2 separate regions of the Mus musculus genome follow, and region 2 is linked to region 1. The links are chromatin contacts, called in public Hi-C maps. All regions are on one chromosome and are shown on one strand. Each heading gives the region's core, a stretch centred on a gene start, on an enhancer-like site or on the middle of the called end of the contact. The rest is flanking DNA. Distances are from core to core; before and after follow the strand shown.

Region 1 (5,449 bases), core at 1,759-4,258:
TGATGCAAAAGTTCAAGGGGGAGTCTTGGATACTATTGTAACAGTACAAAGTGTTCATGAACATGACTGTACGGCAACAACTATGCCTTGTCAGCTTTTGAAATGTGACCAGAAGCAATGGTCATGTCACAAGACAATGCTGTTAAAGAACCTTCTCCCTTATTAAGCTGGGTAAGGCCTTTGTTATACATGTACTTCAGCCAAGTCAGCTTAACACAACAGATTAAGGGCAAAGTCAGACACTGAGTATCTGCCTGTTAGTTTAGTTTTAATCAAGCCATATGTTAAAGAGATTTGTAAAATACAGACATAAAATGATGTTACTCTTCTCACATATTTCTAATTCATTGTTCTGGAATTTTATTTTAATCTTAAGACATATTAGCATACCTAAGGTTTTGGGGTTTTATACTTTTTTAAGATTTGTTTTATTTTTAAATACCTGTTTGTCCGTGTATGGGTATGTGCACATGGGTGCAGTTCCCATGGAGCCCAGAAGGGGCACCAGATCTCTTCTGGAGTTATAAGGGGTTGTGAACTGCCTGAAAAGGGTGCTGGAGACTAAATTCAGATCCTTTGCAAAAACAGTATAAGCTCCTAACTGTTGAGCCATCTCTCCAGTCCCAAGGGGAGTTGTGGTTTTTTGTTTTTGTTTTTTGGGTTTTTTTTTTTTTACATTTTTTAATGAATTAAAAAATTAAATTGAGATCTCTCTGTTTCAGTTTCTAGTACAGTAGATTGTTGACAGCTATACAGCAAATGAACAAATGTCTCCTGGGGGCCCCTCAAAGGGATCCTGAGAACAGTGTGTTTAAGGAGCTGTTGATTCTCATTTCCCAGACACCCTGAGTCTGCCTCCCTGATGACTCTCAGCCCTTCTGTCCATGGCAGTTGTTATTTTCCTAGACCATGATCCTTTGCTTCTTCTTAGATGGGTGTGTTGAGGGGCCAAAGGGTAGATGGAGTTTGGGAAGTGTGTTTTGCCTCCACTGAGGCTTACCTAGTTTCTTCTTTCAATTCAAATAGGGCTGAAGGAAGGAAGATTGCTATCGCCCCATGTGTGTCAGACAGGGCCCAGCATCCCACTTACCAGAAAGAGCAAGGAGTACATGCTGGTTTTCAGATGAGAAGAGAAGAAAGCAGATATGCTAAGGGAGAGCCCCAAGGGGCAGAGAGAAAACACACACCTCGAACATCCCAGAGATCTTACATCCTTGACTCGAATAGGTGCCCAGCTCAAATGTGAGTTCTAAGAGACGGCCTGGTACTATGGGCTAGGGTGAGTTTCCATCGGAATCCTCTACAGCAACCATTCGGAGTCATCAGTTGCCACTGAAGTGGGGTCCATACAGCCCATTATCAAACGCAGTAAGTAAGGTTTATTCTGTGCTCTACACTTTAGGGTTGTATTAAACTAGAAATATAAAACCCATGTTTCCGGAAAATGCAAGATGCTGTATCTACATTGAGGCTGAACAAGAAGAATCACCATGGGCTACACACAGATTAATTACTATCTTCAAAGAATTACAATACTATCAAACATTCCTACCACAAAATTATGCTGAACAAAATTTAATCTTTCTGTGACTGTTCAAAAGAATTTAGGATCTTGTAATCCTCCAGGGACATTACCATTTTATAAATCGCACCAAAAAAAAAAAAATTTCTCATTATTTCTGCTCCCTGGTAGTTTGGATTCAGGAGAAATGGGAATTTACTGTAATACTTTGAGTTATTGAGTTCTGGAAGCTCACAGCACTTCAAATATACATGCATTATATCACTTATCTTGCTCATGAAATTTACAAATGGAAACAGTTAGTAATGGGTGGATTTTTAGATACAAAGTCTGTTCCTTGAAGTTCTAATGAATAATTCTTCCATTTGGCATTTCTAAACCGACACTGGCTTGCTTTTCTATTGCAGCACATAATATAATATACACATCAGCTGAAGATCAAATAGGCCTAAGGCTAGCAGCAAAGAAATTTGAACTATAATTTTATTGTATTTTAAAGTATATAGTAATCTGATTCCACATTTCAGCTCATAAATGTTCTGATGAACCTGGATGGTACAATTTCTTTTCATATCAACGAAAAACTCCAGTCTGACACCATAAAAGCCAATACATTTGCATGTACTCATGGTTTTTTATCAAACTAAAAATATTCAAACTGTACGTGGAAAAAAGACTGTTTTAATTTAAAAGATGTTTTGTTCTTGTCTTCATCCTCAAACTCAGTGTAATTGTGCTTTCTATTTATGGATTAACTGTGGCCAAATATAATATATTTAATATATAAATGACTCTTGTCACGCTTGCAAATATCTCTCTCCCTTAAAATGTAATTAGTTTCTCTCTGCTGCTAAAAAATTTAATGCACTCAAAAGCCAGGGCTTATTTCTGCATCTCCTGCTGTTTGGGGAGTATCTGTCCTCCCACTACCAAGCACAGATAATCAAACGTGAGCCTAGAGAAAAAAAAAATCCTCCATTTAGGCAACATGAATCTGTACTAAATCTGATGTAACAGATTAATACAGAGCACGAGGTACATTCAATAGGAAAATGGCATTTAAATATTAATACTAGATAAATACACTCTTGCTTCTGTCCTTGATAATTTATAAGTCATATGCTTCTAGACAGAAATAAATCATTCTTCGTTTATATCGTTGCTGGGAAACAAGCAGAAACACGGAAAGCAAGGCCCAGCTTTCCTCCTTAGTCCTGACAGGGTCCAGTTTCTACCTCATTCTCTTGCCGCCTTCATCTGTGTCCCAACTGGTGTCCGATCCTAGTCTGGTTTCTCGTATTAAATGTATATTTCTCCAACCAATATCTGAAGTGGTAATGTTCCAACAGTCCAAATGTCGATTATGAAAACAAACATTTGCTTCTCGAGCAAATGTTTTCACACAAAGGCATTTGATTCCCCGTACTGGAGCAAACAAACATTTGTTCTAGGCGCTTAAAGCAGCCAAAAGTTCCTGCTGAAACATTCTGCAGGCTGGCTGGCTTGACTCCCTGGAGCAGGACTTGGTGATGTCCGAGGGTGCCTGAGAGGCCAGTTGCCGGCCTTCGCCGCTCTTCCCAGTACACGGAGCCCACTAAGAAGCTGAAACATTTTTAAAGCACAGTTTGGAAGATAATGTGTGTTTAGTCGTGATGTCTCCATTAGAATATGTCTTAAGAATACTTCATTTGTTAGAACAAATTCAGCCTTGCACCTCGTAATCCTAGGACTGAGTTCTTTGGAAAATTCACAAAGCCATTTCACACATAAAACCACTCAGGCAATTTGGTGGTCATTATTTATGCAGCGGCCTGCAAGCACTCCCCCTACGTGACTAGTTCTGTCACTTCATTAATGTTTATGTTCTCTCTAGAGCGAGGTCGGGATTATCCTTGTGAATATATTTTATTTAAGTGTACATCCGCTTCAATGTGGAGATTTAGCTTTCACAGAAAAAAAATCCTCTTGTTTCCGTATTATTTAATGCTTTTTTGAAATGAATCAATATTTCTAGGGAAGTAATTTACTTAAATACATGTTCTTTAAGGCGCAGGGAAATTGATTCTTTACTTCTGCTCCAAAGACGTAGTATCCTAGCAACTGAGTCAAGATTGATTCTCTGGCTAGTTTTTCTAAACTGAAAATAGTTCCTAGCTCATTTAAAAACAAACCACAAAATTGTCTTAAGAGGAATGAATAAATGAATGAATGAATGAATGAATGAATGAATGCAGAAAGGGAACAGGGAGCATGCAGACCCAAGACGTCATTTCAGGAGTATTTAGAAGAACATGGGACATTTTGGGGTCTTCAGAGGAAGTTGCTGAATCTGGGGCCAGCCTGGGCTACACTGTGAGTTTTTAGGTCACTCTGGGTGAAAGGGTGAGACCCTGCCTCACAACACAAACAACCAAGGATGCTGAACTATGCTGGTTAGGTGTTTGTTTGCTTGCTTGCTTTTTGTCAACTTGACACAAGCTAGAGTCATCTGAGAAGAGAGAACTCAGCTCAGAAAATGTCTCTGTCCCCATCAGATTGCATGTAGACAAGCCTTTGGGTACCTTTTTTGGTTGATGTTTGACGAGAATGGGCTCAGCCCACTTCTCCTGGGATGTATAAGAAAGCAAAGTGAGCAAGCCATGAGGAACAAGCTTTGGTCATGGTGTTTAGCAAAAAGGTAGGAGCCCTGAAAAGGACGGACCCCTGTATTGGTTCCTTGGCTTAGGCACTGTTGAGTTGGGTCAAATACGTTAAGTGAGGAGGTAGGTGGCAGCGGCCATTTTTGTGATGGTGGACTTGACCTATATTGTGGCCAATGGCTTCCAGCAAAATAACTTCAAACAGAAGTGGGACACTGAGGGCCAGGCAGGAACCCTGCGATGCTGAGCCCCCAGCTTACCTTTAGACTGAGTCCAAGGCATGCTTTGTCCCCCACCCCCACCCCCACCATAAACGCCCAATCAGCAAAGAAGCTGAACCCAGTGGAAGGAGGGAGCCACTGGGGAGAGTGGGCCCAAGTGTCCGTGCTAGAATTGTTCAAGGGCCAAAGCTTTCAGTGATATGGAGAAGGCAGAGTTTGGTCAGTGCTGTGAGCAGGTGGGGGAGGAGCAATCAAGAAGCTATTAAAACCTCTGGAGACATTTGAATCAGTCTCTCTCACCCCACTATCCATGCTCTTAATGGTCTTAATCTTGAAGGAACTGCAGAAGGGATCCCATCTTTCTCTATTTGGGCCTGTGGTTAGAGATCTAGGGAAGCCAAGAGTTCTTTTTTTTCCCCCTTTAAAGAAATATATATATATATATATATATACACATACATACATATACATATATTATATATATATGAGTACACTGTCACTGTCTTCAGACACACCAGAAGAGGGCATCAGATTACATTACAGATGATTGTGAGCCACCACTTGGATGCTGGGAACTGAACTCAGCACCTAGAAGAGCAGTCAGTGATCCTAACCACTGAGCCATCTCTCTAGACCAAAGCCAAGAGGCCTAAGACCTCATTTGTGAAGATGATACTACCCATAGCACTCACCAGGCAGCACACAGCCCGCACTGTGCAGTAAGTTGTGGCATTTTAAAGTAGAGATGGCTCAGCAGTTAAGAGCTTTGGCTACTCTTCCAGAGGACCTGGGTTCAATTCCCAGGAGATCTGAAGTCCTCTTCTGACCTGTGGTGTGCAAATGTATCCACCTATACACATAAAATAAAAATGAAATTAAATCCCCCCCAAATCCTGAAACTTTGTGCTGCAGTAATAAAATTTATACCCATAGCAATGTAATGTTTACATCAGCCATTTCAATATAGATACATAAGGAAAAAATTATATTTGATACCCTCTAATTTTACTTCTCTTTCTTCAAGATCTCAGGTTTTACTTTCTCTTATCCCACAAAATTTTATTCTA
Region 2 (5,276 bases), core at 695-3,194, 64 kb after region 1:
ACTACTTGAAAGGGCTGGGGATGTATCTCAATACTACAGTACAGGAATTCATAAGCCATGATGCAAACAACAAAAACTAACTCAAGGACACATTTCCAGTCTTTGATATGTGATTTTGATAGAGGACATAATTGAAGACAAGTTCCGTTTGGGAAAATGTTAGACCTGGTATGTATGGGCTGAAAGATGATGTCAACAAAGCAAGGTGAATAGATTCTTTCCTCTCAACATCACTGCTAATATGAAGAAAATATCCTAGCTATATGAGAAACTGCCAGGAATGGAAGGCACAAGAGACAGCAATTTATGAGTGTCTCCCCTCTCACCTATACTACTACAGAGGCAGAGATAGCATATTGGGGATTTCCAGCAAGCAAGATTATGAAGAATACCACGGTGGGGAATGCCAGCGAGCTAAAATCTGAAAGATAAGATGGGGATTACCAGCAAGCTACAACCTGAAGATCGCCATGGTCTTAGAAACTTTGCTTATGTTTCTGTGTTTGTATGACAAAGGACATAAACTAACAGAACAGGGATTCTTTTCCACGCCAAGGTCAAGTCATGAAAAAAAAATTAATCTGTCAAGGTGCTACAATCCCCTTTACTGAAAATGGAAATAGCTCTGAGCTACATCCAGATTTACAGGAACTTTTCATAGCATGAAAATACCAGAAACGCTGTGCTGTTCTTGAGCCAAGGGAAGACTGATATTCTAGGATGTTCTAGGCTGCAAAACTAAATCTTCACTGAAAAATCTAAGATTTACCAGTCAAAATTCTCCAAGAAACAAAAATGTATTGTGTACCTAGCAGAACCAAAAGCTTAGGTGTAGATAGTAGAAACAAAGTTAGGTGCCAACAGGGCTACAGGAAGCTGGAAGCAAGAAGCTAGGGAGAGAGGAAGGGAGGGGGATTTCTTTTAAAATTCTATTTGTAAGTAGATGGGGGAAGATGCCCATTGGGCCCTTCATATATCCCCCAGGATAGGCATCTCCCACACACGCTACTTGGACATAAGGATTTGAGCTGAAGGCAATTGAGAACAAACACAAGAAGAGTCCCCACTCTTCCTTACCCATCTGTCATTGGTACAGATTGCTCCTGGAAAAGGTACCTTTTCACAGTAAGAGAAAGAAGAGAAACTCACTCTTAAATGGGGTGACATCTTTTATACTAGCTTCCTTCCTCAGCCTACTGAACAGTCCTTGAGCTCAGCATCCATCTCTCCTGGACTCGTTTTCTCGCCTTTACCTATCAAGAACTCTCTACTGAGCCTCTTGTCCCAGGCACTGGTCACTCTATGTTGCCTGACCGCAATGTACTCAAGTTTACCCTACCTCCATGTTGGAAACATGTTCTCCCTAAGAAAGTCATGAGAATTTGTATCTGGATCTAACCCCTCACCTGCATCTGAAGGTCAGCTCAGGGCATCTTTAGTCCAAAGCACCTATCCTGCAGGTCACATCAGTAACTCTGAGCCTTGAAGACTCCTTCCTTCAATTCTACTGGGGAAAGCTCTTTGTTTCTACAGGGCAATGGTCTTTTAAAATTTTTCACCCATAATTTAATGACTGATTCTCTTTAAATTAAGTCCCTTAAAGATCAGGATGGCTAACCCAAATCTTTCCTTTCTCCCGTGGTGTCTAACATATGTCTCATATGCATATGATGGCCTGTAAATATATGGTCATGTAATCTGCTGATTTATGGTCATGCATTCATCAATCAGTTCTATTAGTCCAAAAGTGCTGCAAATGTGCTCCCAAATTTATCAGAAGTTTCTTCTATTTGTTCCACACCAACTTGGTGTCTTGGAAAGACACAGATGTGAAAGTAGGAAACACTGATTCTGTGAAATCTGTTGGACTCCTCCTATCAGTTCATGGCATGAAGCACCAGAGTTGGAAAATGACATTTCATAATGCTTTGCAAATATTGTGTAACCAGCTGTGGTCACAGTTCACCAAAGTAAAACCTCATAGTCTTCACACCGTAAGATCAGCTTACAAGTCAAGGCTGAGAGGCTGTCTGTTGAGCTTAGGACACTAAGTTTCCGTCTTTTCACAGAGAAGAGACCTATAATTAGCTCAAGATTTTGCAGAACCATGAGCTGAGGCAGGGAGTCCATATCCTAGTCCATCAACAGATTTAGACAAGTTTAAAAAAAATATATTTATTTTTGCACAGGGTACTTTTATAAAACAAACCTCTCAAATAAAGTTGCATCCATGAAACGAATATTTTTACATGTGTTCATGTGCTAGGTTTCTGTGTAAACACATATGCTCCCATATATCAAGCAGTTTATAAGTTCACATATGCATGTCAAACACTTTTTAGTCAGAATTACTAGCAGGTACCTCGATGGTAAATAATCAGATTATCTGACTCAAATAACACTTTCTTTGGTTTCCTGTGCCCAGACTCCTACATCAAAACATTCTATTAGTTTCTGGAACAATATATGTTATATGGCAAGGACCACTGGTTTTGTGGGGGTTGGGGTAAGATAAATATACTTTTTTTGACTTTGTGTCTGTTGCTTTCATTTTACTATAGTACAGAGGTCTCTCAGATTACTTCTTAAAGGAAGAAAAGAAATAATTTCCCACTCAATTGCCAGAGGAACCATACAACTTAATCAGATTATCGTGTGGGAGAGAAAAACACTCCCAGTGACGCCATCTTACTATGTCAATTCATTTTATTACAGATGGCGTCTCTCTGTGCTACGTTAATGCAGCTCTCCCCGCCCTCCTCAGTATTTCAAGATCTTAATCTCCGTTTGTCCCTCTGATATTTTATTGGCTCAGAAATACATGCTGTAAAAATCCATGGCCATCAAATTTTCCCGTGGGCTAAAAATAACTCACTCCTGTCAGTTAGAATTAGCTGATAAAGAATGTCAGAGCCTGTTCTGAATAAATTTGATAACTTCCTGTTTATGCAGCAGTGACCCTTGTCTAATAAAGCTTCTTTGCCCTAGAATGAGAGGAGGCTGTGCTCTATTCTATTCCTTAATGGCCAATCCTGATGACTTCTGAAAGCCTTTAATACATTTCCCATATTAGACATGAACAGATGTCAGGTAGGTTGCCAAGGGAGATTTCTTTTATGCAATCTTGGCTTGTCGGACAGTCATAGACCTTTCTCAACATGGGAAAAAATTACAGACCCAACTAATTTCCCTGACAGGGGAGAGTTACATATGTTTTCCACTTGTAGTGTTTTACGACAAGTTTACAGTTTTGCCAAACCTGGAACTAATTGGGACCATTTCCAAAACTGGTCCAATAAACCCCCCAAAGTGTAAGAGCCATTGGGAAAGGCAGCCAATGATGGCGTGCTTGCTTTTCAGTTTTCCTCCATTTTGGCCAGAGACAGAAGGGATGGGGGTAGGGTGGGGGGGGAGTTAGATTGTGAAATTATTTCATTTAAGTTGCTTAAACACTTACTGTTTCATATCCTCCCAGTTTTTGAGCAGCTTGAAACATAGTCCAAAGGTTAACTGTTAGAGGGACAATAAGTATTTAGATAAGCATTGCATTAACACACTTCCAAGAAACGTCAATTCAAACATTTTTGTTTTGTTTTTCAATGAGAAAGAGAAAGAAAGAAAAAATAATAACAAAAAACCCAATCACCTCTATCAACAAGAATAACAACAACAAAAACCCAATTGTCTGCACCCCAGAGAGCTAAATTTCTAGGAAATAATTCACTCGAGGAGAGTTCAACATTATAGGATCTACTATGTTTAACCCTTAAAAAGTATTTCTTGAGAGAGAGTTGCAACACTAGAGTGCCTGTTGGACTTTAAGGACAAACAGCATAGTCTTGTCTGTCTTATCATCTGCAGAGGAAGAGAAGATGTTCGAAGAACCTTGAGGAATGTGTGGGAATTCAGAAGAGGGGTGTGGGGCTTGCTCAGTTCTCTGAGAGAAGGCCTTGCTAGGACAGTCACACTTCCTCCAGATAAGATTTCTCTGTGATCAGTAAACAGTCACTTTACTATATGATTACCTTCTTAGACTGTTTGATAACAAGGCCATAGTAAAGGATCTTGGCTGTATTTTTGCCAACATGTGGCTGGCACGTGAGAGTAGAAAACAGACAGGTCACATGCCTGACTTGAGTCACACAGTAAGGGGAGATAGTCATTCACAGAGAAATGGAGTCATAAGCACACTTAACTCCTTAACTGGGCCTGGATAGCTGTGTGATGTTAGGAAACACTGTAACTTAAAAAAAAAAAAAAAATCCGGAGTTTAGGGTTTGCCTGGTTATGCTGCCAAACAAGCTTGCCTCAAACTAGTATTGAGATATTTTTGGTTGCTCGTTTTGTACCAGATACCTTGGAATGTGAGAATATTGGACTTCAAGTAATCCTTTGGTGCAGGATTTGAACCAAATGGGGAATTAAAATGTCAAAAGACTCTGACACAACATGCTTGCAAAGCCATAGTGAACCTTGTACTGTGTCAAGGCTAAAAGAGCCCTGCCTTGGCCTTGTTCTCGGAAACACTGATAACGGGACAGAGCTCTTCATAGAACATTGATTTTACTTCTATTTGAGCAGCCAGTTTTCAGACAAACATTGTAATCATGTGCCATTATATAAGTTTATAATGACTTCGAGTGATCTCTTGTAATCGGTGCCAGCTGCTATTAGCTATGTAAATTGTTATGTAAAACATACAGGTTTGACTCTTCATCAGAATGACACATGGCTTTAATCTAGGGAGACGCATTTGGAGAAAATACTATTTCAAGCCAGAGGAGCCCATAGCTTTGTGCACCAGGAAATCCAGATAGCAAAATATACTTGGCTGTGAACTCCAGGGTGCAAGGGGGGGGGGGCAAGATCTGGGTTTTCTTTTTCATTTACAATGGAAGTTTGCACAAGCTATGAGTTTCCTTGTCTATGCATGAAGACACCTAGACGCACAGCCAGCTCAAAGTTGCTACAAACTGGGATTTCTCTTCAACTTTTTATTTCATATTTGATTTGAATTCAGACTTTAAGAAAACAACAGGTTTAAAACTAAAGGGATTTTTTCCCCCTCTTTATGGCTGTTTGGTCTACTTTTAAACATCTTTCTTTTAGAAGTTGTCTCTGAACAGGCAACATCTGTGCCTGATAAGGCAACATCATCATCATTATCATTATCTCATAAGAAAGGAGTTGCAGACACTCCAGATTGACAAAACAGAAAACAAGAAGCTTTCAGCACGTCTATTTCCAGTCACAGTCCTCGGACTTCTGCCTATAAA

The links. Hi-C and Micro-C count contacts between places; a contact is called where the count stands out from the background.
Region 2: a Hi-C map of liver shows a contact between it and region 1, with 2.1 times the contacts expected there. The contact joins two enhancer-like sites. A contact is called at or near these places in 1 of 15 datasets of contacts at CTCF or cohesin (CD8 T cells), 10 of 484 Hi-C or Micro-C datasets (the G1E-ER4 cell line, germline stem cells, liver and 4 more), 8 of 115 datasets of contacts at active chromatin or transcription factors (CD8 T cells, embryonic stem cells, heart atrium and 2 more) and 3 of 9 other capture datasets (adipose tissue, embryonic stem cells and pancreatic islet).

Annotation. Positions count from the first base shown.
Region 1 is chr10:68,058,088-68,063,536 of GRCm38.p6, forward strand. It overlaps a transcript of Rtkn2 not described here. Among named protein-coding and RNA genes, the nearest start is that of Rtkn2, 81 kb to the left of the region's middle. Within about 2 kb of position 3,009, at least 28 of the 459 cell types and tissues checked have an H3K27ac peak or open chromatin away from gene starts, as enhancers often do. A contact at or near this core is called in adipose tissue, hepatocytes and liver, where this site is marked.
Region 2 is chr10:68,123,242-68,128,517 of GRCm38.p6, forward strand. Arid5b (AT rich interactive domain 5B (MRF1-like)) reads right to left here. Exons shown (of 10, transcript NM_023598.2): 7 at 3,458-3,510. Among named protein-coding and RNA genes, the nearest start is that of Gm51770, 25 kb to the right of the region's middle. Within about 2 kb of position 1,945, at least 47 of the 459 cell types and tissues checked have an H3K27ac peak or open chromatin away from gene starts, as enhancers often do. A contact at or near this core is called in adipose tissue, hepatocytes and liver, where this site is marked.